7 separate regions of the Mus musculus genome follow, and regions 1, 2, 3, 4, 6 and 7 are each linked to region 5. The links are chromatin contacts, called in public promoter capture Hi-C and targeted proximity ligation maps. All regions are on one chromosome and are shown on one strand. The core of a region is the stretch at or near the end of the contact, and the rest is flanking DNA. Distances in the headings are between cores, read along the strand shown. Region 1 holds the start of Fth1 (ferritin heavy polypeptide 1). Region 2 holds the start of Tmem258 (transmembrane protein 258). Region 3 holds the start of Spindoc (spindlin interactor and repressor of chromatin binding). Region 4 holds the start of Fads1 (fatty acid desaturase 1). Region 5 holds the start of Tmem223 (transmembrane protein 223). Region 6 holds the start of 2700081O15Rik (RIKEN cDNA 2700081O15 gene). Region 7 has its middle 22 kb from the start of Gm50340.

Evidence for each region. Promoter capture Hi-C pulls out the DNA fragments that hold promoters and counts their contacts. Capture Hi-C pulls out chosen DNA fragments and counts their contacts.
Region 1: a promoter capture Hi-C map of second pharyngeal arch cranial neural crest shows a contact between it and region 5. A contact is called at or near these places in 8 of 39 promoter capture datasets (the 3T3-L1 cell line, the C10 cell line, the HPC-7 cell line and 5 more), 1 of 484 Hi-C or Micro-C datasets (CD8 T cells) and 5 of 130 datasets of targeted methods (acute myeloid leukemia, astrocytes, bone marrow-derived dendritic cells and 2 more).
Region 2: a targeted proximity ligation map of pancreatic cancer cells shows a contact between it and region 5. A contact is called at or near these places in 4 of 39 promoter capture datasets (the 3T3-L1 cell line, cranial neural crest, frontonasal cranial neural crest and 1 more) and 2 of 130 datasets of targeted methods (extraembryonic endoderm stem cells and pancreatic cancer cells).
Region 3: a contact with region 5 is called in a promoter capture Hi-C map of adipose tissue. A contact is called at or near these places in 12 of 39 promoter capture datasets (the 3T3-L1 cell line, 3T3-L1-derived adipocytes, HPC-7-derived erythroid cells and 7 more), 3 of 130 datasets of targeted methods (embryonic forebrain, pancreatic cancer cells and stem cell-derived neural progenitor cells) and 1 of 9 other capture datasets (adipose tissue).
Region 4: a contact with region 5 is called in a promoter capture Hi-C map of pre-B cells, with 3 times the contacts expected there. A contact is called at or near these places in 9 of 39 promoter capture datasets (the 3T3-L1 cell line, the C10 cell line, the HPC-7 cell line and 6 more), 1 of 484 Hi-C or Micro-C datasets (B cells) and 2 of 130 datasets of targeted methods (astrocytes and embryonic forebrain).
Region 6: a contact with region 5 is called in a targeted proximity ligation map of craniofacial prominence, with 4 times the contacts expected there. A contact is called at or near these places in 4 of 39 promoter capture datasets (cranial neural crest, hippocampal neurons, liver and 1 more) and 3 of 130 datasets of targeted methods (craniofacial prominence, pancreatic cancer cells and stem cell-derived neural progenitor cells).
Region 7: a promoter capture Hi-C map of hippocampal neurons shows a contact between it and region 5, with 2.6 times the contacts expected there. A contact is called at or near these places in 5 of 39 promoter capture datasets (the C10 cell line, HPC-7-derived erythroid cells, cranial neural crest and 2 more), 1 of 484 Hi-C or Micro-C datasets (B cells), 1 of 130 datasets of targeted methods (astrocytes) and 1 of 9 other capture datasets (adipose tissue).

What each region holds. Positions count from the first base shown.
Region 1 is chr19:9,981,195-9,984,538 of GRCm38.p6, forward strand. Fth1 (ferritin heavy polypeptide 1) reads left to right here and starts at 1,452. Exons shown (of 4, transcript NM_010239.2): 1 at 1,452-1,789; 2 at 2,987-3,133. The coding sequence starts at 1,676.
Region 2 is chr19:10,202,358-10,205,513 of GRCm38.p6, forward strand. It overlaps Tmem258 (transmembrane protein 258), which reads left to right and starts at 1,845. Exons shown (of 4, transcript NM_026919.1): 1 at 1,845-1,907. The coding sequence starts at 1,905. Fen1 (flap structure specific endonuclease 1) reads right to left here and starts at 2,036. Exons shown (of 3, transcript NM_007999.6): 1 at 1,738-2,036; 2 at 1,331-1,662.
Region 3 is chr19:7,381,373-7,384,850 of GRCm38.p6, forward strand. Spindoc (spindlin interactor and repressor of chromatin binding) reads right to left here and starts at 1,654. Exons shown (of 6, transcript NM_001033139.3): 1 at 1,300-1,654. The coding sequence starts at 1,429. It overlaps 1700105P06Rik (RIKEN cDNA 1700105P06 gene), which reads left to right and starts at 1,631. Exons shown (of 1, transcript NR_045703.1): 1 at 1,631-2,189.
Region 4 is chr19:10,181,280-10,184,387 of GRCm38.p6, forward strand. It overlaps Fads1 (fatty acid desaturase 1), which reads left to right and starts at 1,609. Exons shown (of 12, transcript NM_146094.2): 1 at 1,609-1,985. The coding sequence starts at 1,773.
Region 5 is chr19:8,769,035-8,772,459 of GRCm38.p6, forward strand. Tmem223 (transmembrane protein 223) reads left to right here and starts at 1,962. Exons shown (of 2, transcript NM_025791.1): 1 at 1,962-2,281; 2 at 3,014-3,425. The coding sequence starts at 1,975. The coding sequence ends at 3,306. It overlaps Nxf1 (nuclear RNA export factor 1), which reads left to right. Exons shown (of 21, transcript NM_016813.2): 19 at 1-149; 20 at 1,226-1,286; 21 at 1,540-1,876. The coding sequence ends at 1,578.
Region 6 is chr19:7,415,846-7,419,158 of GRCm38.p6, forward strand. It overlaps 2700081O15Rik (RIKEN cDNA 2700081O15 gene), which reads left to right and starts at 1,780. Exons shown (of 5, transcript NM_175381.6): 1 at 1,780-2,072. The coding sequence starts at 1,934.
Region 7 is chr19:9,920,294-9,923,893 of GRCm38.p6, forward strand. No RefSeq gene overlaps it. Among named protein-coding and RNA genes, the nearest start is that of Gm50340, 22 kb to the left of the region's middle.

The DNA.
Region 1 (3,344 bases), core at 202-2,701, 1.2 Mb after region 5:
GGTTCCTTGAACAAGGGAAGCATTCCCATGCCTGCCCATTTGCTATTCCCTCTACTTAGAACTCCTTTCCCCACCTCCCTCCTCCACTTTCCAAAGGGAATTTGTTCATCAACTTTAGCTCAGCATCAGTCTCCTAGGGCCATCGTCCTGAAGTCTGACTCCAGGATATTTATCCAGAAGCATCCTGCAGCTAGATTACCACTGAAATCTTTCCTGAAAAGAACATATATAACGTGTAGTTTTAAAAGACTAAGTACTAGTAATGTATTTCAGTAGACGTACCTTAAAAGGGGGGAAGAGGGTTATAATCCCAGCTCTCTGACGAACCAGCCTGGCTTACACAGAGAGTCCCTGGCCAGTCTGGGTTACTGATCCAGTAACTTTGTCAATCTTGCTTCAAAACAATAACAACAAAATCGAAGTCCAACTTCCAGTTTTGAGAATATGAACAGCATCTGCTGGTTCTCCACCTGTGTTAAAGACTAGACAAGGCTGAGCACAAGTGGATGTGGATGGCAGGGCCTAGCAAGACGCAGTGGCTAATCTCTAGTTCTGCTTGCTATCCAAGAATTCGCACCCATTTTGAAGCTGGGCCACAGCTACAAGATAGACACAGTTGGCTTGTCCCTCTGCAGTTTCCTGCACCTGTCACCTGCCATTCTGCAAGCATCAACTTCACTCCAAGGACAAACCCAAAGGTTACTGAGAAAGATAAAGGAGACCATTTTGAAACAGACACACGTAGGTCACTTCTTTACTTTTCTAATCCAGAGACGTCTCTTAATTTCAAGCATCACCAGGGGCTTTCTCAGAAACCTAAATGGTTTGGCCCCAGGATTGCCCTATAGACAGACGGCTGTTGTCCTGCTCTAAGGAGAAATGCGCCTTCTTAGCCTTTGTTTTTTCAACTGTTCTCAGAGCCATGTTTGCCTTAGCAAAAAGCCGGGGTTGCTTGAGTCAGAAGAACAGGGTAGACCCTAACCTCCTCGCCAATAGTTCCCCTACTCCTCCTCTGAGCTTCTCTCCACAGATTCTGAAGGAGGGAAAGCCGCTCTTTCCCAGTCCAACTTATATGTCGTTCGCCATTTACAGCGCCACGCTTCCATTTTCCTATTTGTAAGACGAAGTCGCTGTCTGGTGTATGTCACGACTAACAACACGCACTTTGCCTAGAGTTTAGGGATATCCTGTGAGAATTGAAAATCATCCTCATCGGTACCCTCTGTGCCCATCTGGGACCCAGATGCCTCTGCAGTACGGCTAGATCCAACTACGCCCGCCCCGGGCCACAGAAACAGCGCGCTTGTTGCCAGGCACCGCTCTTGCAGAAGCTCAGAGCCCCTTGCGTCGCCTCACACTCACACAGGCTCCTCCCCGCCCGCGCCCTGCGGGTTTGGGCAACACGCCCACAGGAAGAGGCGGGGCGGCGCGGCCCGCTGCGCTGATTGGCCAGCGCTCGCCTGACGCAGGATCCCGCTATAAGTGCGGCCCGCTGTCCCCTCCTGCGCCAGACGTTCTCGCCCAGAGTCGCCGCGGTTTCCTGCTTCAACAGTGCTTGAACGGAACCCGGTGCTCGACCCCTCCGACCCCCGCCGGCCGCTTCGAGCCTGAGCCCTTTGCAACTTCGTCGTTCCGCCGCTCCAGCGTCGCCACCGCGCCTCGCCCCGCCGCCACCATGACCACCGCGTCTCCCTCGCAAGTGCGCCAGAACTACCACCAGGACGCGGAGGCTGCCATCAACCGCCAGATCAACCTGGAGTTGTATGCCTCCTACGTCTATCTGTCTATGGTGAGTGCGGCCTCCTCAGGGCCACTTGGGGAGCCGGCGGAGGGTGGGTCGGGGCGTGGCCTGCTGCGGGCTTCCCCGCCTTCCAGCGCCCTTCTGGAAAATGGAGTTTGTTCGGGGTTCTTTCCTAAGGCAGGCAGCCCTGCCGTGGCAAGTCTGAGCACATAGCACCTTGTGGCTCCTGCATAGATCAGGCATGTCATTACACCACTTTTTTTTGAAGCCTTAGGGCAGTACGACTGTCAGCCTGGCCAATCAACCCTGCAGTTAGGTGCATTTTCTGCACGCTCGTCCCCTCCGATCACGTGGCCTACAAGCTTCTCTGTTTGGTTATGCATCCTGCTCCAGTTCCTCCTGGAGTATGGCGGGTCTGCTTGGTCATGGTGTCGAGTGGCAGCCTTGGGGCCTGGTGTAAAGAGGCTTATCTCTTGTGAGCTTACTCTTGTCCCCTTCAAAGCAGCCGCCTCCACCTCTCTGCTTATCACAGAGCCTCACTTGCATTGAAACTTATCGCTAGGAATCTCCCCTTCTGTAGTTATCAGTGTCACCCCGACCTTGCATTTACAAGGCATCATGTTACTGTATTTTTCTTATTTTGCATGAGTGTGGCTTACTAACAAGTGGTAGGTACATACTTGTTGGGAAAAGCCTGCTATCAATTGCTGGACAAGGAAGTTTTCCATGTAATAGTTTCTGAAAAACAGGTTTGGGGAAGGCCTGGACTTTGAAACAGGTCCAACTTCTGTGGCTGTCATTCCTGGAATATGAATACACTGAGTGCTTAAAACTGAAAATCAAAGCTTCTCCTAATATATTTGTGCTAAAATGCAATGCCCTCAATTGTTAACAGGGCATGATGCATTAATTTTATAAATCAGTGGTTGTTTGTAGAGCTGGAAGCCTTGTGACCTTGTGTTAGCTACTTTTTACATGATTGGTGAAGGAGGAGAAAAATGGCCTCCCAATGCAGGATACTCTAGCACCCTACCTCTTAGACAAGTAGATTTGGGCTTGGCTTAAATTTTTTTCTCTGCACTAATACCGAGCCGTAGAACACTTGATAAAGCCAAGTCCCAAGGTTTGCCTTCCCATCCTTACTGAACTTTTAAAAGGCCGAGTAGGATGGCTCACAGCCTTTGCATACAGCCATTGCGGTGCCTTGCAGTGGAGATCAGTAACATGTACCCTTTCCACTTTCAGTCTTGTTATTTTGACCGAGATGATGTGGCTCTGAAGAACTTTGCCAAATACTTTCTCCACCAATCTCATGAGGAGAGGGAGCATGCCGAGAAACTGATGAAGCTGCAGAACCAGCGAGGTGGCCGAATCTTCCTGCAGGATATAAAGGTAAGTAGATCCTAGGGGTGCCCTAAATGAGCGGTTAGACTTTATTCAGGAAATGATGGTGCACTGAGGCTTCTGTCCTTGTGTTGTTGGCAAATGGCAGTTGTCGAGCATCCTGCGGTGAAAGCTTAGAGGAAATTGAGGGCAATCCTTTGCCCAGAGCATGATGGCTCAGTGTGAGGTGTTTCCTGGCTTGGGTTGATTGGTAGATGAC
Region 2 (3,156 bases), core at 595-3,094, 1.4 Mb after region 5:
ACAATAAAAGGATTTTCTAATATGCAATTTATTAAGGTTATCTTGCTCGCCCAATGTTAGTGTGTCCACACCATAAGAAAGTCCTGTCAAGGGCTGGTGAGATGGCTCAGTGGGTAAGAGCACCCGACTGCTCTTCCGAAGGTCCAGAGTTCAAATCCCAGCAACCACATGGTGGCTCACAACCATCTGTAACGAGATCTGATTCCCTCTTCTGGAGTGTCTGAAGACAGCTACAATGTACTTACATATAATAAATAAATAAATCTTAAAAAAAAAAAAAAAAAAAAAAAAAGAAAGTCCTGTCAATTGTTCTAATTTGTTCCCAGTCTTACTTCACTGTGTCTTTTCTGAAGCCCAAGTGGCCCTGTATAGTCCCCTTCCTTCCTGACTACAAACACCTCAGCACACGTTACTTGTATAGCACAGAAGCCTAGTGAAGAGGCCTGCTTCTCTCTTTGGTCTTCTTCCTGCCCTCCTTCCTTACTTCTTCCTGGTTCGTATTACTGTGGTTCCTCTAAGAATACAAGCAGCAAAAACTCAGTCTTAAGGCTAAAGACTGTAGCTCTCCCTGGTACAGTGGCTTGCCTAGCATGCATGGAGTCCCATGTTGAATCCTCAGACCAGAAATCAAATAAAAAACTCATCCTTGAATCTGGTATTCTGTGTGTGGGTATAACAATGGGGACTGAGCTAGAGCCCTCACTCCTGCTAGCAAGTGCTCTACATCTTCAAGATTGTGTAACACAAGTCACTTCTGAGTTGTTAAATAAGAATGAATAACCATTTCTGCCTTGCAGAACCGGTCAACCAAAAACCCAGATGGAATACACACATCACCAGATGCCGTGCCATGTTCCCTAGTCAACCATATGGTTCACACCTCACTTACTACGTTGCTAGAATGAATACAGGCTATTACCACCCATCATGTCACACAGAGGGAAACCTGTTCTGTCCTGATAGTCTCAGTCCCGCCTCCACAGGACCTTCCAGATAGCAAAGCCTTAAATGAAATGGCTGCAGGCAGGATAAAAACACACCTAGTTCCCCTGCTCCCCACTCCCCAGAGGCCTACTGATTAATCACCGTATTAACTGGGCCCCACTGTTCTACGGAGTCTTCCAGACTTCCCTTCACCAGAAATGTCCTTGGGGCTTTTCCAACACCTGCCTCAGTCAGAAATACAAGAAAGCACTGTCTCTGGATGTCAGCAGAACATGAACCCATTTCCTTATTAAAGGCACAGAACTTCCCCGCTCCATACTCCTCACAAGGGCCCTAGGATGAACACGCTCTGGTCTCTGAGTCCTCACTGGAAGGAGGGTACTACCTTCTTCCTACCGGCGAAGAGGAATGTTCGGAGCAGAGCGAATGGCCCAAGCCCGGGCTGCCCGGTGCTGTTCCCGCGGCTCTGCCGCTTTCAGAGACGCTTCCGCGAGACCTCACCCCGTCTCGAGTGCACGAGCCTTAAGCAGCTAGCAGTGGTTTGGAGTCCACAGCGTTCTCTGGACAGTCCCGAGCCCGTTCTTTCAGTATCGTTCCCAGCTTCGCCGCCTTCCAAAGCCCGCGCTCTCGTCACGTGATCTGCCAGGCGCGAACAGCCTCCTGGGAAATGTAGTGTATGCCCCACCAGGTCCGATAGCAGCTTTCATAGTGGGCGTTCTTTCTGGGGAAAAAATGAATTAAAACCTAAACTTCACACCACCCTTTCCCACAGTCCGACTCCATGCTACTCACAGCAGGTCCGCATAGTCCTAGTTCCCGTTACTCCTGAGAACATGGGACTACAAGTCCCACAATGCCACGCGCAAGGGACCACATCCTTTTCCTGTTGCTCAGTGCGCTTGCTCCTGCCGACGTGTTCTTCCGGTGGCGGATCGGTGGTTTATCCTGTGCGGGGCAAAATGGTGAGATGATGGGAGTTAACGGACAGTGCTGTGGCCAGGACCTAGGGCTCTTGTGTGCCCGGTCCTCACCGCGTTCTTCCGCGGAGGCCTCAGTATGGAGTGCCCGGTGGGTGGGACGCCGCTGAAACTCTAGTTTGAGTTAGGGACGGGAAAGCAAGCCCCTTACCGTGTATTCCTCAGGCTGAGGTTTCCATCACAATGTGCTTATGATGTTGTTGACTATAATTCTGAAGGTCACAGGGTGCACTTTGAAAACCTTCGCGTTTTTATTTTTCTTTCTTATGATCAGTTATCTCTATCTGGAAGGATTCCCTTGCTGAAATCTTACTTATCCCGCAAGGCCCTTGTATAAATACCATTTCCTGGTAAAACACTTGTAACTCTCATAGGTACTTGTCTTGTCTTCTGGGAGCTCTCAGTCTGTACACACCTCTTGCCACGTTTCCTGGACTTCTTTTTTTTAATCTGCCACGCCTCCTAGTGACCACCATCTGACGTGCATCTAGTTCTGGGATGATGTCTATTCGTCTTTGTATTCCTGTTGCCCAACACTGGGCCTGCATTTGGAGGTTCCATAAATGGCAGCGATTGTCCTTGGCTCTTTTAGGGGGGAAGGGGGACATAATTGTTTACTGAATTGAATTCCTGTGTCTCCTAGAACAATGGGCTCAGTCTACTTCTCTGGAGTTGTTATGTTCTGGACTTTAGAAACATTGGCAAGAAAGTGACAATGGAAGTTAACATTTGTACAGAACTTTACGTTTATAGCCCTTTCACAGGGATTATCTCATCGTCTTCTCTGCAACTTTAGGAAGGAAACAAATACCTATTGAGCAGTTACTCTGTGCCGGGCAGTAAACTAGATGTGTCAACATTCATCTTTCTCCAATCATGCATCAGCCCTGTGACACAAACAGTGTTATAACTACTTAACTCAGACTGAGGATTCAGTAGGGCCAGAATTATCCCAATTGTCTTCTGCCAGGAGATCCCCGTGGCTCCCCCCTAAGGCAATGAAAAGCAGTACTCCTACATTAGAATTTGAGCTGTCTGTACTAGTGTAGGCTCCGGCTTCCTGTACAAATTAACGGCTTAGAGTCTGGACACAGATCCAAAAGCAGTGGGAATTGTGGGCAAGCGTTTTTCTTTAGGTGTCTTCCCCCAGACAGATCCATGACTTACATAGTGATCATTAGCTAGAAACCCCTAAGAGCCATTATCCTCTGACTCTTAGCTGCTCTTATCTCAC
Region 3 (3,478 bases), core at 404-2,903, 1.4 Mb before region 5:
AGTGCTGTGAGAACTGACTCCCAAGAGTTGCCCAGATCTCTTCATACTTGACGCAACTGACAAACAGACACAGGCACAGACACACACAACAAAGAGAACTCACTGCCACCTAACATACTATTCGATATTTACCTGCTGGCTACCACTGGATGCACACTTAAGAGCAGGGTTTCACTTACCCTGGTCCCTACTGTTTACCATTCTCAGCTCTGCCTGAAGCTATATGCTTGGCATATAGCTGCCCACTAAAGCTGAAGAATGAACCTCTGTAGATGTCTACTTCCCTCTCACAGTGATGAAGCCATCTTGGTTAAGCACTCTATAAACCAGCACAAGTAAAAAATAACCTGTGTGATGCACCAAACAGTGAGAGGAATGTGCCCCACCCCCCAATTTCCTAACCTTCCCTCCCATCTCCAAAAATGAGTTAAAGAAACACAATGACCAATTTGGTTCTCAATCTATTCTGGGTACTGTCATGCTTAAGGGAAACAGGTATTCCACCCTAAGGAAATATTTGCATTTTTCATGACTAATTATCTTCCACAAAGGTAGCTCTTTGTTTTCTCCTTTGGACCAGAGAGGCTGGGGAAGGAGGACGGGAAGGGAGAGCAATGTATTCCCAGATTGTCCCTCAAACACCTCCTTTGGTGACTAATCTCCATGTAGATGACATGGCTTGTTACCCACCCCCAAGCAAGTCCCGCTTTTCTCAAACGGGGTGCTACTAGCAATTCCATTCAAATGCCGGGTTTTAGACTTGACACCTGTGGCTCCTGAAACAGAAGGCCTAGAGGATTGAGGACGGGTGGAGGCTTCTACTTACTGGGTTATTTCCCCTCTCTGGAGGTCGCCAGCCGCGCCAGCCTTCACCTCCGTTATCACTACGGGGGACTAGCCTGGGGCCTAGAGGCCTGGTCGCCCCTCGGCCTAAGAAACAGACCGGAACCGGGAGACAACAGCCGGGCACAAACCACTGTACTGGGAATCCGGCCTCTACTCTGGGCCCGAGGGGGCGCAGGGAACCGGAAGACCTGAACCGCTCCTTCGGTGTGGATGGAAGTCTCTAGACCCTGAGCGGGGGAGGGGCGGCGGAGGAAGGGGGGCTCCGAGAGGCCTGGGATTCCAAACCCGGTGGGGGAGGAGCGAGGGCGCCGTAGCCGCGGACCGGACAGGGAAGGGCCCTCTGGGGCTGCAGATGCCGGCCCAGGGAAGCGCCTGGGGACCGGGAACCGGGGACCGGGACCTGGAGATCTAGTCCCGGACCACCAAGCGGAAGTGAGGTGTCCCCCCCCTCACCTCGGAGCATCGGCTCGGGCCGCGGGATCACGGCCACCACCACGGCCTCGTCGTCATCATCCCCTTCCTCACACTTGAGCGTCACCTCGAAGCAATCCAGAGCCGCGGCGCCCTTGGCTTTCAGGGCCATGGCGAGGCGAAGAAGGGCGACCGGATAGCCGAGGACGTTCGCACAGACCTCGGCGCACCGCCTGTGGCGGCCGCCTCCTGCCCCGGACCACCCCGGGCCCGCGGCTCGCCTAGCTCACCCGCCGCTCGCCCGGCCGCCCCGCCAGCCACGGGCTTCAACGCGTCACGACCCCGGGCGGGGAGGGTTCGATCCGGGGCCCCCAACCCCGCCGCTCCCTTTTATGGAGGCTCATTGTCAGCGTCCGTCCGGCAGTCCCGCCTCCAGACCAGGCTGGCCAATCACGTGAGGACACGCCCCCTAGCCCCGCCCCAGCCACAGGTCTGGGCCAGAACCCTGTGCAGCGCGTTTGTCTCTGGCCGGTTTGCTCGGCGGCGAAGCCTGGAGTTTTCCTGGGAGCGGCGCCGGCAGCCTTGGAGACCCGGTAGGGCATCCCCACCAATGGCTGGAGGAAAGGGCTGCTCGGCATCTTACTTCTTGGCTTTCCCCTGACTAGCTGCCTGCCTGGGAGGCAACACAGACGAGAAAAGACCGGTGGGGATGTGTGAAGGATACATAGGCTCAGAAGTGTGGAGACATCTCTTCTAATTTCTTTGGGCCTCGTTCCTTTCTACTAGCACATACGCTTTAGGGAAAGAAAAATCACTTTGGATCCTCCTAAACAAAGATTCTAGAAGATGAAGAGGACAAGAGTGGCGTGTGGGCGTGTGTAAACCGCTTCCGATGGATATAATTTACGTTAAAAACAAAACAAAACAAAAAACGTGAGTCCAGAGAGTGTGGCCTTTTCCCAGGACACAGCAAATCCCCTGAGAGCCTCCAAGACCGGGATCCGGTTGCTATGGCGCTGCTGCCTGGCATTCGTGCCTGAGTGAAGACTGTCACAATGGGCACTTACACTTCTGCATAACATCCCCTCCCCACACACATACACACACCAGACACGCTAGATTTCAGCTGAGAAACGGCAAAAATGTCTGGCACTCAAAATTCTGATTTTAAGTGCTACCAACAGTAATTATCAGCCCAGAAACAGTAATTGTGGATGATGTAGGAGGCTAGGGGACAGAAGAGAAACAGTTCACTTACCGTATATTGTGTGTGTGTGTGTGTGTGTGTGTGTGTGTGTGTGTGTGTGTGTTTGTGTGTGCGCGCGCGCCCTGGGCATACCCACCCCCCCCCCATCCACTGCATAACCAGCTTTTATTTTGTTGAGATAAGGACTCACTTTCATGTCAGTCTGACCTGGAATCTGTGTAACCCTGCTTGCCCCAAACCTTTTCCTCCTCCCTCCATTCCCCTGGCACAAGGATTAAAGGTCTGAGCTGACACCACATACAGCAGCCACAATAGAAAGAACTGAGGAAATTTCTATTACTTTGAAATGTACCCAGTACTAAAAAGATACTCCAAATCAAGCAATTTCCTAGGCCTGGATAGTTCTTACCTAAAGGCTGTTCTTTGCTTTTTGCCCAATGCCTCTGGGTAGGTAGTCTGTTCTGTTTTTGCAGTGGGCTGGCTACAGGACTCAAGCTTCCGGGAGATTGTGACTAAGGCCTGAAAGGCAAGAAAAAGAAAAGCCTGTTATTTCCCTCCCTCTGTCCCTCCTGAGTTCTAACTCCTCCTGAGCAGGTGAGGCTGTGTCTCCAGTGTCTTTGTGAGTCCTTGGTTTGTGTCACTTCCCTGTTGGGCTTCCAGCCCTTCTGTCACCCTGTCACTTGGGTCACCCTGTGGTTCCTATTTCTTGTTTGATTCCAAAGCGATGGGTAGCCCTAGTATTGCACCAGATTCTTATTTAATTATATATATTTGTTTTCTTATGGGTTGTGCACCAGAGTACTTGTCTGAAGGCTAGAGCAACAGCTTCGGGGAGCTGGTTCTCGTCTTTGTGTGGGCTCTGGGGATTGTACACTGGTTTGTCACTAGCCCTCTACCATATACTTAATAGACTAGTTCTTTGGCCATCACGAGTGTAAGTGACAATTTTGGAATTTTAGTTTCTTTGGGAAAATAAAACACAAAAATATAAGAATACTCCAGGCAGTGGTGGCC
Region 4 (3,108 bases), core at 359-2,858, 1.4 Mb after region 5:
TTAGCCAGAGCAAGAGCGAAACTCCAAGGAGAATAGAGATGTTTTGTTCCCAGTAAAGTTCCCTATTGCAGAAAGACCCACAATACACAGAATTGTTAGAGAACAGGCTCTGTGCCACAGTTGGCAAACGGCGCTCTAAAGAAGCTCATGCTTCCAGAAATAGAGATTGCTAGATTCACCAGTCTACACACTGCTGGTGTAACCACTGCTGAGGCTGTCACACAAACTTCACGATTGATTGCGTCCTACTGTCTCCTGACAATTAAGGCCACTAAACCTGTATAATTCTAATTAATATAGTGAAACACAGTGGTGCTTGCCTATGATTACAGCACTTGGGAGGCCAAAGCAGGGCGATCATTGCAACTTCGAAGCTAATCTGTTCATCACAGTGAGTTCCAGATCAGCCAGGGCTACTGCTTCCAGGGACAAAAATAACAACAAAACACAATACGAAACTAAGATCACTAGAAATAGAAAATGCTAAAGCTAATTGCAAATGTTAAACTACATACAAAGAAGGCAAGGCTGGCCTTTCTTCGTTTTATTTTTGTTTTAAAATCGTTTTTAAAATTGCATTTATTTATTTATTTACGTGTGTGTGTGTGTGTGTGTGCTGCCATGAATTGCAGGCAATGTAGGCTAGAAGAAAAACTTGTGGAAGTCAGTACTCTCCTTCCATCTTGTGGGTCCCAGGGATCCATTTCAGGTCACTGGGTTTTGCATCAGGCAACTGTTCCTCCTGAACCATAGAGCTATCATTAGTATTGTTATCATCATCATCATCACCACCACCATCATCATCATCATCACATTTTAGTTAGTGCATGTGTGTGTGTGCATGCGTGCATGTGTTAATTGTGTGTGTGTGTTCCTAAGTACTATATTCTTGTAAGTCAAAAGTGACGGCCAATCATAGCAGACAAGACTTCTGTTAGCGTTGGGCTATCACGTGAGCAAAAGCCTGGAACTGTAGCCAATCAGTCTCTTTCTTTATGTTAGTCCTCTTTCTTTCCACACATGCTAACTGCCCACCTTGCTAGGAAGGGGGATCTCTGAACGGCTACTGGGTCAGGATGCTGTTTTGTTTGCTAAAGCCACTGTGTTTAATTTGTCACGTGTTTCCTAGGGGCAGGAAATTGACAGAACGTTTGCCTTAGCACAATCTGCTGTATGAAACAGAACGTGGAAAGCAGTGCCTGTAAACCCAGAACTCAGGAGAGTCAGAGGTTCAAGGTCATTCTCAGCTACACAGTGAGTCTGGGGCCGGCCTGAGCAACATGAGAACTGTTTTCTTTTCTATATGTTCACACCAAGCTTCTATGCGCCCTTGGGACCTCCGCCTTAGCTACATCAAGCTGTGACGCACTCAAAGGAACCGTTATCCTATCAATCCCTACCATGCTCAATAAAAAAATAAATAAATAAATTCCGAAGTGGAATAGCCTGGAGACCACTTTCAGGCCCCGCGAGGGGGCGCGTCTCTGCCGCTGGAAGTAGCCTGAGTCTCTCCGGGGAGTGGGGAGTCTGTCTTTGCTACCCGAGAGAGGCGGAGCTCGCGCCCCACGCCACTCGGCTCAGCCAATGGGAGCTCGCGCCGCGGGGCTCGGCGGTCCGCGCCAAGGGTGCTGAAAACCCTGCGCGCGAACGGCGGTCTCCGGGCGCGCGCTCGAGGCAGCCCGACGCTCCCCTAGTTCGCGAGCCTGGCGTGCGCTGCCCCGCGGCCCGGAGCGCGCACCTCTCAGACTCCAGCTTCCCCCGCCAAGCTTGCTATGGCTCCCGACCCGGTGCCGACCCCTGGCCCGGCCTCCGCCCAGCTCCGCCAAACGCGCTACTTTACTTGGGAGGAGGTGGCGCAGCGCTCCGGGCGGGAGAAGGAGCGATGGCTCGTGATCGACCGGAAGGTGTACAACATCAGCGACTTCAGCCGCCGCCACCCGGGGGGCTCCCGGGTCATCAGCCACTACGCGGGTCAGGATGCCACGGTGAGAGCGGACAATAGGCGCATCTGCACCTCGGGGAGGGACATTGGCGGGGAGAGAGGCCTTTGAACCCGGGATGCAAGCGCCTGAGAGACCGGAGCGGTAGACGGTGGCCGGAGACACGCACACTCAAACAAAGGGCTGGTTGCACATCCGTGCTTTGCCTCTGGAGTCTCAAGCATGGGTTGGATAGGAGGGAATGAGCTTTCCAGGCACCCGTTCAACGGTACTTGCAACCTCCGGTGGTGGGAGGAGGAGTCTGAGCAGAGAGTGGGAGTCGCGTCCTGTCTGCCAGGCTAGGAGGGTGAACACAGCCTTGTCTGACCTAGAGAACTGGCCCTAAGTTGGGATTCGGAGCGGAAAGGAAGTGGGAAAGGACTGCTTGCGCTAGGGATGACACTGAGGACCCGGTGCTTGGGCATCACCTGTACATTGTGAAGCCCGGAGGGTAGGGTAATGAACCTGAGCCGGTCCAAGACAGCTTGCAGTTGGAGTCGTAAAACTGTACTCGGATTCTTAGTGCGAGGTCACTTGGGCCAGGGAGGTCGACTATTGAGGGAATAGGGCTCCCGCGCGATTAGACACTTCGCGGGGTCGCGTCCCTTTTCCGTTGTAGCTTACTGAAGGAAGAGTCAGTACGAACCCCAGCTTCTGTCTAGTGGCCCTGTTTTCTCTTTTTAGACCATATCCTCCCTCAGAGGCGAGGGCCGGACTAGGAATGACTTAGGACAGAGCATTCTTTGACAGGATTGTCATCTGTTGGGTCTCTACATTTGGGTCCATCTCCCTTTTAACTACCTAATGCCATCCCTCCGACCTCTTACTCCTTGTCTGCCAGTCTAACGTGCTCCCGGGGTCCTCAGGGTTCCTATTAAGTTGCCCATGAAGTTAGAGGTGGAGGGCCTTAGCGACCAGGCTAGAAGGAGCCGGTTTCTAGAAGTAACCACCCAGAATCCAAACAGCAGTGCATTCCTATACCGGTTCATGAAAGGATGGAGCAGACCCGCTCCGTCTAGGCTTCCCATTCTGTGTGGCTTGGGGGCCTAGGATTTCATGGCAAGGACAGCGATTGGTCTGGATGTGTGGTGCCACTGACCACGGACTCCACCTCCGCTTACAGCTTTTT
Region 5 (3,425 bases), core at 712-3,211:
AATGCCAGCCCTGAAGAAATCCAAAGAGCCTTCGCCATGTCTGCACCCACACCTTCCTCCAGTCCAGTACCCACGCTTTCCCCAGAACAGCAGGAAATGTTGCAAGCATTTTCTACCCAGTCTGGCATGAACCTTGAGTGGTCTCAGAAGTGAGTGCTGATCATAGATAGGAGGAACAAGGGGATGGCCTGACAGTGAATTATATAGTGCTTTGATAAAAAGATTCCTACTAAGAATTCTGCATAGGTTATTTTTAAATATTTAAAGCACAAATGAAGATTTGGTTTTCTGTCCCCTTCCTAGCTACCTGTGGCTCCCCTCTTCCCCAATTGGAATTACAGATTAGACCTAGACTTCACATATGCTGCACAGTCGCTGCCACTGAGCCCTTTTCAAACACGGTCTTACTATGTACTCTTGTCTGGCCTTGAAGGCATTAAAGGCATGAGCCAGCAGACCTGGCTGCCAAGTTTTGTTGTTGGTTGGTTGGGTTTTTTTTGAGACAGTTTCTCTGTTTTCCCTGGCTGTCCTGGAACTCACTTTGTAAACCAGGCTGGCCTCGAACTCAGAGATCCGCCTGCCGGGATTAAAGGTGTGTGCCACCACGCCATCTTTGGCTTTTGTTTGTTTTGTTTTTTGTTTTTTCGAGACAGGGTTTCTCTGTATAGCTCTGGCTGTCCTGGAACTCACTCTGTAGACCAGGCTGGCCTCGAACTCAGAAATCCCCCTGCCTCTGCCTCCCGAGTGCTGGGATTAAAGGCATGTGCCACCACACCCGGCTCAACTCCTTACCAAGTCCTAGATTCCAGTGAGCCTGAGCATTCCAAGGGAGCTAGAACTATAGGTGCATACCTAGTACCAAAGTCTTTTTATATATGGTTCTATATTTGAGTCAGGGTCTCACTTGTGCCTTCGCTGCTTGGAAGTCACTTTGTAGTCCAGGTTTACCTCAAACAGATACCTCCCTGCTTCAGCTTCTCCAGAGTGATAGGATTAAAAGCCTTGCCCAGCTGGAACATAGTTTTTAAACCGTGTAAATCCTTCCCTACCAGTGTAAAACTACACGTTGGTTGTTTTTGGTAAACATTTTATGTTTCATTTGTACAAGTGGTGTGACCCTGTGTAAACTTAATGAAAAACATTGGTGACTTTTTCTATAGGTTGGATTTTGGTGACTGACTGCATTTTGGTTCTTATGTGGCTTCCTATTTTAATCATACTCTAGGTGCCTTCAAGACAATAACTGGGACTACACCAGATCTGCTCAGGCCTTCACTCTTCTCAAGGTAAAGTATGGGAATTTTTTTTATTGCTAAAAATGGATCTCTTGAGCCTTTAACAAGGGTCAGATGAAGGCTGGGTGTGGTGATACTTGCCTTTTAATCCAGCATTTGGGAGGAAGGAGGGAGCCAGATCTCTGAGTTTGAGGCTAGCCTGGTCTACATAGAGAATGCCAGGACAGCCAGGGAGTCTACAGTAGCTGGGCAGGGAAGGTGGGAGAGAGGTGCCTGGTTCTACTTACATTTTATCTTTCTGCAGGCCAAGGGAGAGATTCCAGAAGTAGCGTTTATGAAATGATCACAAGAAAAGTCCCCTTGTAAATAGCCCCTGGATAATATTGTCTGGCTGTCATCTGCCGTCTCCTGTCCAGCCCGAGGCCACCCTGTAACTGTGACTGAGGAGGAAGGGCTGCTTCATCCTCCTCACCTACCTTCTGGAAGACTTAGAGAAGACTTCCGGAAGATTGAGCCTCATGGTGCCAGGAAGCCAAAGCTTACTTTGTAGAGCTGACACTAAACTACCCGAAGGACTTAGGTGCTCTGTGTACTTAACCCCAGGATTCCCTTTACTTTTTAAGATAAAGAGTGATATTGTAGTTTGTGTCCCATTACTGGCTTGTTTCCCTCAATGCAGGAGGGGTGGGCAAGTTCGCCGTGATAGGAAGTCCCGCCCCGGAGACGGAAGTGCGCCGCCATGGTGGCGTCTGTGCCGCTGCGGAATGTCAGCCACCTTTTGTCTGTGCTGCGGTCCCAAAATGTGCCCCGGTATTTGCAAAATGGCGTCCCACGGGATGTGCTGCTCTTCCGGCACGAGCGGGGCCGCTTCTTTGCCATCCTTGGACTGTTTTGTGCGGGTCAGGGCATCTTCTGGACCTCCCTGGCTGTTGCAGCCTTGTCCAGACCTCTGAGCCGAGTACCTGCGGAGGCTCCGAACCGGAGCTACCAGGACCTGCGCTCCGCACTCTGGCGCTACGGGCTGGCTGTTGGTTGCGGCACGATGGGTAAGCGCTTGGGCTCCAGATTGCTGTGGGGCTGTGAGCACAACGCTCACTTAGCAAAAAGGGGCTTCCAAAAAAGTAAGTGGGACACACGATATGGGTGCGGTGTAATAAAGTCCCTGAATGCCTTGCACCCTCACCCTGCATACAGTAGGCCAAGATCTGCCCCTCATACTAGCCACGAGCAGGTTTTTGAAGCCACAAATGCATTTTCTCCGTTTAACAATAGAGCTGGCTATCTATAAAAATGTCGATGGGGTGGGGGACGTGGCTCAGTTTGGTTTCTAAGACTGCTTGCCTAGTATGCATGAGGTCTAGGGTTTAGAACCCAACACTGCCTAACATATATGATGGCATCCAGATGTAATCTGGATTTGGACAGAAGATCACAAATTAAAAGTTATTGAACATATAGCAAGCTTGCAGCCAGCATGGAATAATAGACCCTGTCTGTTTTTTCAAGACACGGTTTCTCAGCTCTGGCTGCCCTGGAACTCACTCTGTAGACCAGGCTGGGTCAGAGATTCAACTGTTTCTGCCTCCCTAGTGATTGCGTGCACCACCACTGCCTAGCTACCTTTCTTAAAAAAAAAAAAAAAAAAAAGGATTTAGGAACCTTTTAGAGTTTTAGAGTGTAATTGCTCAAAACTGTTACTTCCATTACAGTAATTTGACTCTAAGGGGTGGGGGTGGGGGTGTCTGTATAACCTTTTACCCCACTTTGCCTCCCTGCAGGAGTCTTGGTCCTTGGTGCTGGTCTCCTCTACTCACTCCGATCTGTGCGGTCTGTCATGCTCCTTGCAGGAGGGCAGCAGGTGACATTGACCACCTATGCCCCCTTTGGCTTGGGTACCTGTTTCACAGTTCCCTTGAACCAGATTTCCTGCATGGCTCACAGAGGTGAAGTTCCTGCTATGCTGCCTCTGAAAGTCAAAGGCCGGCGCTTCTACTTCCTTTTGGACAAAGCTGGACACTTTCCCAACACTCAACTCTTTGATAACACTGTGGGTGCCTACCGGAGCCTGTGAAAAATGGCTTACCCTTCTCAGACGATGCAAAACCCTTAGGGATGAGGAGACTACCAGGACAATAAAAAGGTGCCCAGAATTCACTAACAGCCAATAAATCTCTTCCAAAAGGCTTGATA
Region 6 (3,313 bases), core at 530-3,029, 1.4 Mb before region 5:
CCTGCCACCACATCCAGCCCTTCCTTCCTTCCTTTTTTTTCCCCCTTGCCTATAAAGACCTACCTGCCTGCCAGTGCAGGGGTGAGAGGCGCGCTCCATGACCCCTAGCATCTTTTTAGGTTTTACATGGTAAGATGTAAAGGCCATTTCCTTGTCCTTTTCTTTGTGTTCCTGGGCCTAGCAACCTTCCACTTCGTGGTGCATCCGGCATTCATCCGTCCCATGAGCATGTGGCTCTGCTCAGTCCAAGAGGTGAACTGAAGGGCAGCCAACCGTGGGAGAGCAGTGCTATGGAAAGGGACTTATATTTCCCCAAGGTGAAATCTCTCCCAAGTCATTCCGGAGACTACGTGTGAGTGTGTGTATGTGTGTGTGTGTGATTTCCACCAGTGACTCTTGTCCTCTTGGCATATACACTTCGGAGAATGGTTTCCTGTGGGTCGGGTAATTTAATAGTTTCCTTACTCCCAAGGGGCTGAAACTGTTTCCTTTTTATAAACTGAGGATGTCTAAGTTACCCGCATTAGTAGCAATCTTGTTCACTGCTGCATGTCCAGAGTGTCAGCTCTTGTAGCACATAGTAGGTGTTAAGTGTGAGAATGACTCCATGAATGGTGCCTTCTTTGACTGTGGTGTGCCTCCCCGACAGGGAGGGAATAAAACCCACTTCTAGACCCTCATGGTCTCTGGCATCCTGTAATTTGGATCTCCAGGCCTCTGCTTTGTTGTGGACGACTAACCAAAGGCTAAGGGAGGACCTGTTTCTCCAGCTGGCCCTGGCAGGACCCCAGGTTGCCTCGACCCTACAACCTTTCGAGGTTCCTTCTCCAGGCTTACCGGGAGCCTGAGACCTGAAGGTGTCCCTCGGCCGAAGCCAGAATTCGCCCCAGGGTTTTCCAGCCTAGGGATGCGAATCTCCAGCTGCCCATCACCAGGATCCCAGTCCCTTCTTTGCACCTTCGTCCTGTGCAGGAGCCCGGGGCTGAGCGGAGTGCCTCACCCGGTACCTATAGGCCTGCGGGGGCAGGAGCCTGAATCACCGCCGCAGTCTCCCTCTCTTTCCGGCTTCCAGCCCAGGGCCACCTCTGTTTCGGAACGCCGGCTGGCCAGGCGCAGCGTGCTAGCTCTCTTACACTCCTCTGCGCGCCCCTCTTCCCGGCTTGCGCTTTCGCGGCCGCCGCCCTCACTCTGGCCGGCTCCAGGGAAACCTCGCCCCGCCGCCCCTCCCCGGTAGAAGCCAGAGCTGCCAGCGCTAGCCCCAGGCTCCCGCGGGAGGGGGCGCGGCAGCCCCCACGGCTCCACCCTCTCCGCGGGGCCGCGGCCATCTGGGGCCCCTGCCAGGCGCGTCTGCTTGGGGCCCGCGCCCAGCTCCTGCGGGAGGACGAGGCACCCCGGAGAGGGGAACGGTGCCGCCGCACCGGGCGGTCCCCTGCTAGCGGGCTGCGGAGAGCCGCGCTCGGAGATGCCCCGAGGGGGCGGTGGCTGAAGCGCGTCGCAGCGGACTGGACACGGGCGCCCCTGGTCACCTCGGCGACTCTTTACCAGCCGGAGCTGCAGCTGCGGACGCGGCAGGGCGGACCCACGAGGGCGCTGAGGACCGTGCTCCCCGCGTCCGTAACAAGCGCCCGTTGCGGACTTGCCACCTCCCGCTTTCCCCGCACCAGCCCCCCGCGAGCTGGCAGGAGGAAATTGCGCGCGGCCCCTTTAAATTTACCCAGGAGCCCTTAAAGGAGCCCCAGGGGCCCCAGACAGGAATCCCCACCCCGGTCCAGCCCGCGCTGCCGAGCGAGCAGTCAGCCGTCCGTGCGGCCGGCCGCCCGTGAATGCGCCCCGCGCCCGGGGGCCCCGCGCACCGAGCGCCCCGCGTGCGCCGCCGCTGGCTCCGCGGCCCCGCGCCCCGCCGCCCCGGGGCCCCCGCTCCGCAGCGCAGCGCATGGAGCCCGGCGGGGACCACCGGAGCCGGAGCGGCGGCGGCAGGGGCGGCCCCGGGCCCGCAGTGACCTCGGCACGGGGCCGACGGCTGCCGCCCACCGCAGCGAGCGGCGGCACGGAGCCCGAGGAGGACGACGGCGGTAAGATCTGGGGCCGACGACCGGGGGTGGGGGGCCCCGGCGTGGGGGAGGGGAGGGCTGCGGCTCCGGGCCCCTCTCGGCCGCCGAACAAAGCGGGGGACGAGCGCAGGGCGGCTCGGGGCGCCACCTGGTGGGCGCAGAGAGCAGCTACAAGGCCCGCGGGGCGCTCCCTGCCCGTGGCGGGGTCTGCCCGCCGGGCTGGGGCGGATCCCTGCTCCTTAAAGGGCCCCGCGTTGCTCGTTTTTTGGGGGGGGGGGCAGCGACGTGGGAGTCGAGGTGCTGGAACTTGCGGCTCCCGCCCTTTCTCTTTCACACTCCCAGGTGGTCTGTCTTTTAAAGGCTTCCCAGTCCCTCTGTCCCTTTCTGAGGCTTTCCCCAGAGTAGCATAGCTCGGGATTCCGCTGTTCTCGGTTATGCCATCCCTTTCTGCGTGGCCTTGCTGGAGACGTGAACTCTTCCCTTCACGGTTACGCTACGAGAAACAAAGCGCAGCCTGCGTCCTGGGGGCCCCCGTCTGTCATACCCCACGTCGGGAAGGTCTTAGTGAGGGATGGGTTCGCACACGAAGGTGGATGCCCCACCCGTGCGTTGTCGCGTTTCAGAATCGATTTTGGCCCCAGTTTGTCAGCTGTACCAAGACCTGCCGGCCCTAGTTGGCCCTTAAAACCAACTGCTTTTTTTTGTCTCCCTTCTGTAAGGTTCATTGCCTTTAGATCAGCGGAGGTTCCATCCGTACTAGGGAGAGTGCTCTCTACTCTTTGAGCTCCTCTCCCTATAAGCCCCCGCCCCCCACCCCCCCTTTTTATTTTTTTGAAAAAAATCTCAGCTCCTCCTTTTTCTTTCTTTCTTTCTTTTATTTTTTTCTTCTTTCTGCTCTTAAAGGGCCAGTCTGCCTTAGATTTAACAGTGGTCCTGCACTGGAAAGATGCTTAGTAGGATGCTAGCTATTCAGTCAGTGCATTTGCAGACAAAGGCGTATAGGCCCAGAGAGCGGATGTGACTGACCTACCAAAGGTCACTGGGCAAGGCACCAGTGAAGCCAGATCTTGAATCTAATGTTTTTTCTATACCTCTACCTTAAAAAAAAGTAATGGAAGACAAACAAACAAAACCTTCAAACCAAAACAGACAAAAAAACCACCCCCAAACCAACCAACCAACCAAACAAAAAACACCCAAAAAACCAAAAAACCAAACAACTCCACACGAGGACAAGAGCCCTCTCTGATCCTGTCATTTGT
Region 7 (3,600 bases), core at 933-3,432, 1.2 Mb after region 5:
TACATATGTAGCAGAGGATGGCCTTATCTGGCATCAGTGGGAGGGGAGGCCCTTGGTCCTGTGGAGGCTTGATGCCCCAGTGTATGGGGATGCTAGAGAGGTGAGGCAGGAGTGGGTGAGTAGGTGGAAGAGCACCCTCATAGAGGCAAAGGGGAGCGGGGAGAGGGGGATAGCATAGGGGATGTGGAGGGGGATATCATTTGAAATATAAACAAATAAAATTATTTTTAAAAAAAAGTTCCAGAAACTGAAATAGGCGTCAGAAAGTCTTTACGAAGAGATCCCCAGGTTGTCTACTCTATTGGGGCTACTTAGGGGAGTGTTTGTTGGACCCCTCGGTTTAGCAAGGCAAACACTCAGGATCCACAACCACTGTGGCCCAAGAAAGGTAGCTACTCTGGCAGGATGACCCGCTGGTGCCTCCAAGGTTCTTGTTTTGCAGAACTCAAGTGTGGTGCTATCATAGAAATGCAATTCCCAGAGAAACACCTGTGAGACCCTGTGTGGAGCAGGAAGCCCCTGAGTGGGCTATGCATGACACTTTGAAAACAAAATCTGTTGCAGTGACAACCTCTGTGTGCCTAAATGCTAGGAATGTGAGCTAGCTGCTCAAAAGCAAAACATAAACCAACAGCCTTCAATGCCGTTGACCTGAGAGAAGCAGATGGCAGGCCCAGGGAGGTAAGGCTGCTTAACCCTACAAAGCTTATGTAAACACTTGCTCCAAAGCCCTTGAGCTGCAGGGGGCACCGTTTCTCTTGTTGGGTTCAGCACTGCTTGGGCCCAGTTTTCCATTGCTAACCTCCTATCTCCGCCTTTCAGCATCAGGATTCTTACTCTACCACTGGCTGTTGGACTGAGCATAATCCCTGAGAGAACATTCTAGACCACCATGACTGTAAAGCCGATGACAAGAAGCAGCTCTTAGGAGTTGTCCTCTGTCAGTCACGTGTGCACACACAGGCACACAGAAAACTAAATATTTTTAAAACTAAAGCATTCAAGTGTTTAGGCGTCCTTTTGTTTTGTTTTGTTTTGTTTTGTTTTGTTTTTTTAACTGATACTTCCAGCTGTTTATTCTAGAATAATTTGTGGTTGGCATTCTCTTTATTTTACTGTTTTTCCTTTTGCTTATGAATGAAGAATTCAATAGAAGTCACCCATGTAGCAGTGAATAATTCTTCAAACATACTCAGGGCAAAGTTGTGGTAAAAACACTAAGATGTTCCCAGCTTAAGGCAATGCAAACCCTATCATCCAGAAAGCGGCCGTTCCTGTGCTGAGTCAGCTCCAGAGAAACTGAGACCTGAAAGCTGAGAACAGAGGGAAGGCAGTCTGAGGTCATCACGCGTCCACAAACATATATCGAGTTACCCAGTGAATACTGTGGGTACCATTTGCAGTACCACGAGAAAAGGAGAAATGAGGAAAGTAACAGGATTGAGGGCCATTGGGAAAAGGCCCAGAAAAGATGGCTGGGGACATGTCGAGCTATAGCCTAAACAGCTCCAAGATAAGAAAGCACAAAAAAACCAAAGCAATCCAGCTGCAAGAAAGGAGAAAGATCAATTAAAAGAAAGATAAAAGGACTCTACGAGGGGTGACCCCATCTGACTTCTGGTAGAAAGAGACAGTCCTAGCAGTTTCCAATATTGAGGGAACCAAAATGGAAAGAGTTGGGAAAAAGGGAAGCCCCTCTAGCCAGAGCTCATAAATCCTAAATGTTATCCAAACAGGAAAAGGAGGGAGCAAAGCATGGGAAAAGATGGTTCCTAAAATCTGCTTTTTACAGATCCGAGATAGCCAGAGGGCTTGCGTGTCAAGAAGGTCCACGCCACATACCCTGAGTTAAAAGCTGCCCTGGCCTCTCCCAAAGCCACCTTTTGCCTCATTTACAGTAGAATTCCTCATTTCTCCTATCTAAAATTTGGGGGGTTTATACTAAAGATACTGTCACTTTCTTCAGAGACAGAGTCTTACTATATATAGCTCAGGCTGACCTTGAACTTGCTTGCTCTCCACCTTGGCTTCCAGAGTGCTGGGATTGCATGCACACCACACCATGCTCAAAGGTATTGTCGCTGATGTGAGAATGAGCAAGCAGGGCCTCTCTGGAGCCCAGTTCTGTTCAATGCCTGTAGGCTTGTTTCTGTGGCAGATATCCCACTTTTCTGGCATTTCTAGCACCCAGGAGGTTGCCATGGCAACTTAGATTTTCAAAGCTTCAGGACTTGCCAGCTCAGGGACGATCTGATACACATTGGTTTGGTTAAGTTAGGTTTGGCTTGTTTGTGGGGTTTTTTTGTTTTGTTTTGTTTGTTTTTTGTTTGTTTGTTTTGACACAGGGTCTCCTGCCTAGGCTGACCTCAACACCACCACACACACACACACACACCCCATGCAGCCAAGCATGATTTTGACCTTCTGCAAGATACCTAAAGCAGAAAATAAGAAGCAGAGAGCAAATGGGGGGGGGGGGGGCGGGGGCGGCTATAATCTCTCAAAGCCTGCCCTCCGTGACATGCTTTCTCTAGCAAGGCCACACCTTGTAAACCTTCCCAAACAATGCTATCAACTAGGGACCAAGTGTTCAAACTGCTGCATCTATGGGGCATTTGTCACTTTAATCACCAGAGACAGGACCCTGAAGTCACGTCCTCCTCACTGTTCACTGGTATTCCCAAGTCTTTGGTAAATTTGCTTACCTTTGAGATTAATCATATGGTCTTCATATAGCCAAAAAATTAGTATCTGAAACATTTCCCTTTCATCATATAAAAGAATACTTGCTTGGATATCTCAGTAATATATTATAGAATAAAAAAAGATTTCCTGTAGTAGCTGGGCAAGAGTGATTGTTAGATCTCAAACTTGGATAAACAGCTAACTGAAGTTCCTATTTAACATATCAAAGAGGACTGTGCCTGGGCTGGAGAGTTCAGGGTAGGGGGTGGGGTATGCCAGCCATACCCTGTAACAGGCAGGGACAGAGGGATGCTGGGAGAACCTGGTGGCCTTTAGTTCTGGGTTTGGGAATCTAACAAGTGAGCTGAAATTAGACTCTCTATTTCCACCCCTGTATCTTCTGTCTGGTTGTAACAAGGGGTATGCTTGGTAGTTTTTTTAGCAACACAGAGAACATGGTATGGCAGGAGAGTGGGGGGCTCTTTACAGAGATCTTTAACAGGGCTTACAAAGGAAGTAGTTACCAGAACTGTTTGCACTAACTTCAAACAGATGTTATCAACCTAAGTCCACAAGTTGCTTCTAATAGATATGTGATATTTGTTTTGTTTAAGGCTTCTTTCAACCTCTTGGCTGCTGTCAGCAAATGATTACCAAAACATAGACAGGGGAATGGAAGAGTACATATTCTCAGATTAAAGCCAGGGATTTAGTTTAGGATGAAAACGATGACTGCAGGGGACATCCAAGGCATAGTAACTTTGGTTACATTGTTCTCTTTAAGATAAGTTTACCCTGGCCAAGCAAACAGGAAGACCCCAGGTTGTCTACAGGGTCTGGGGAAAGTTCAGTCCCTTTGAAGGCAGCAGGGACTTTTAGAAAATGTATCATCATGCTTGGACCTACATAAGACAA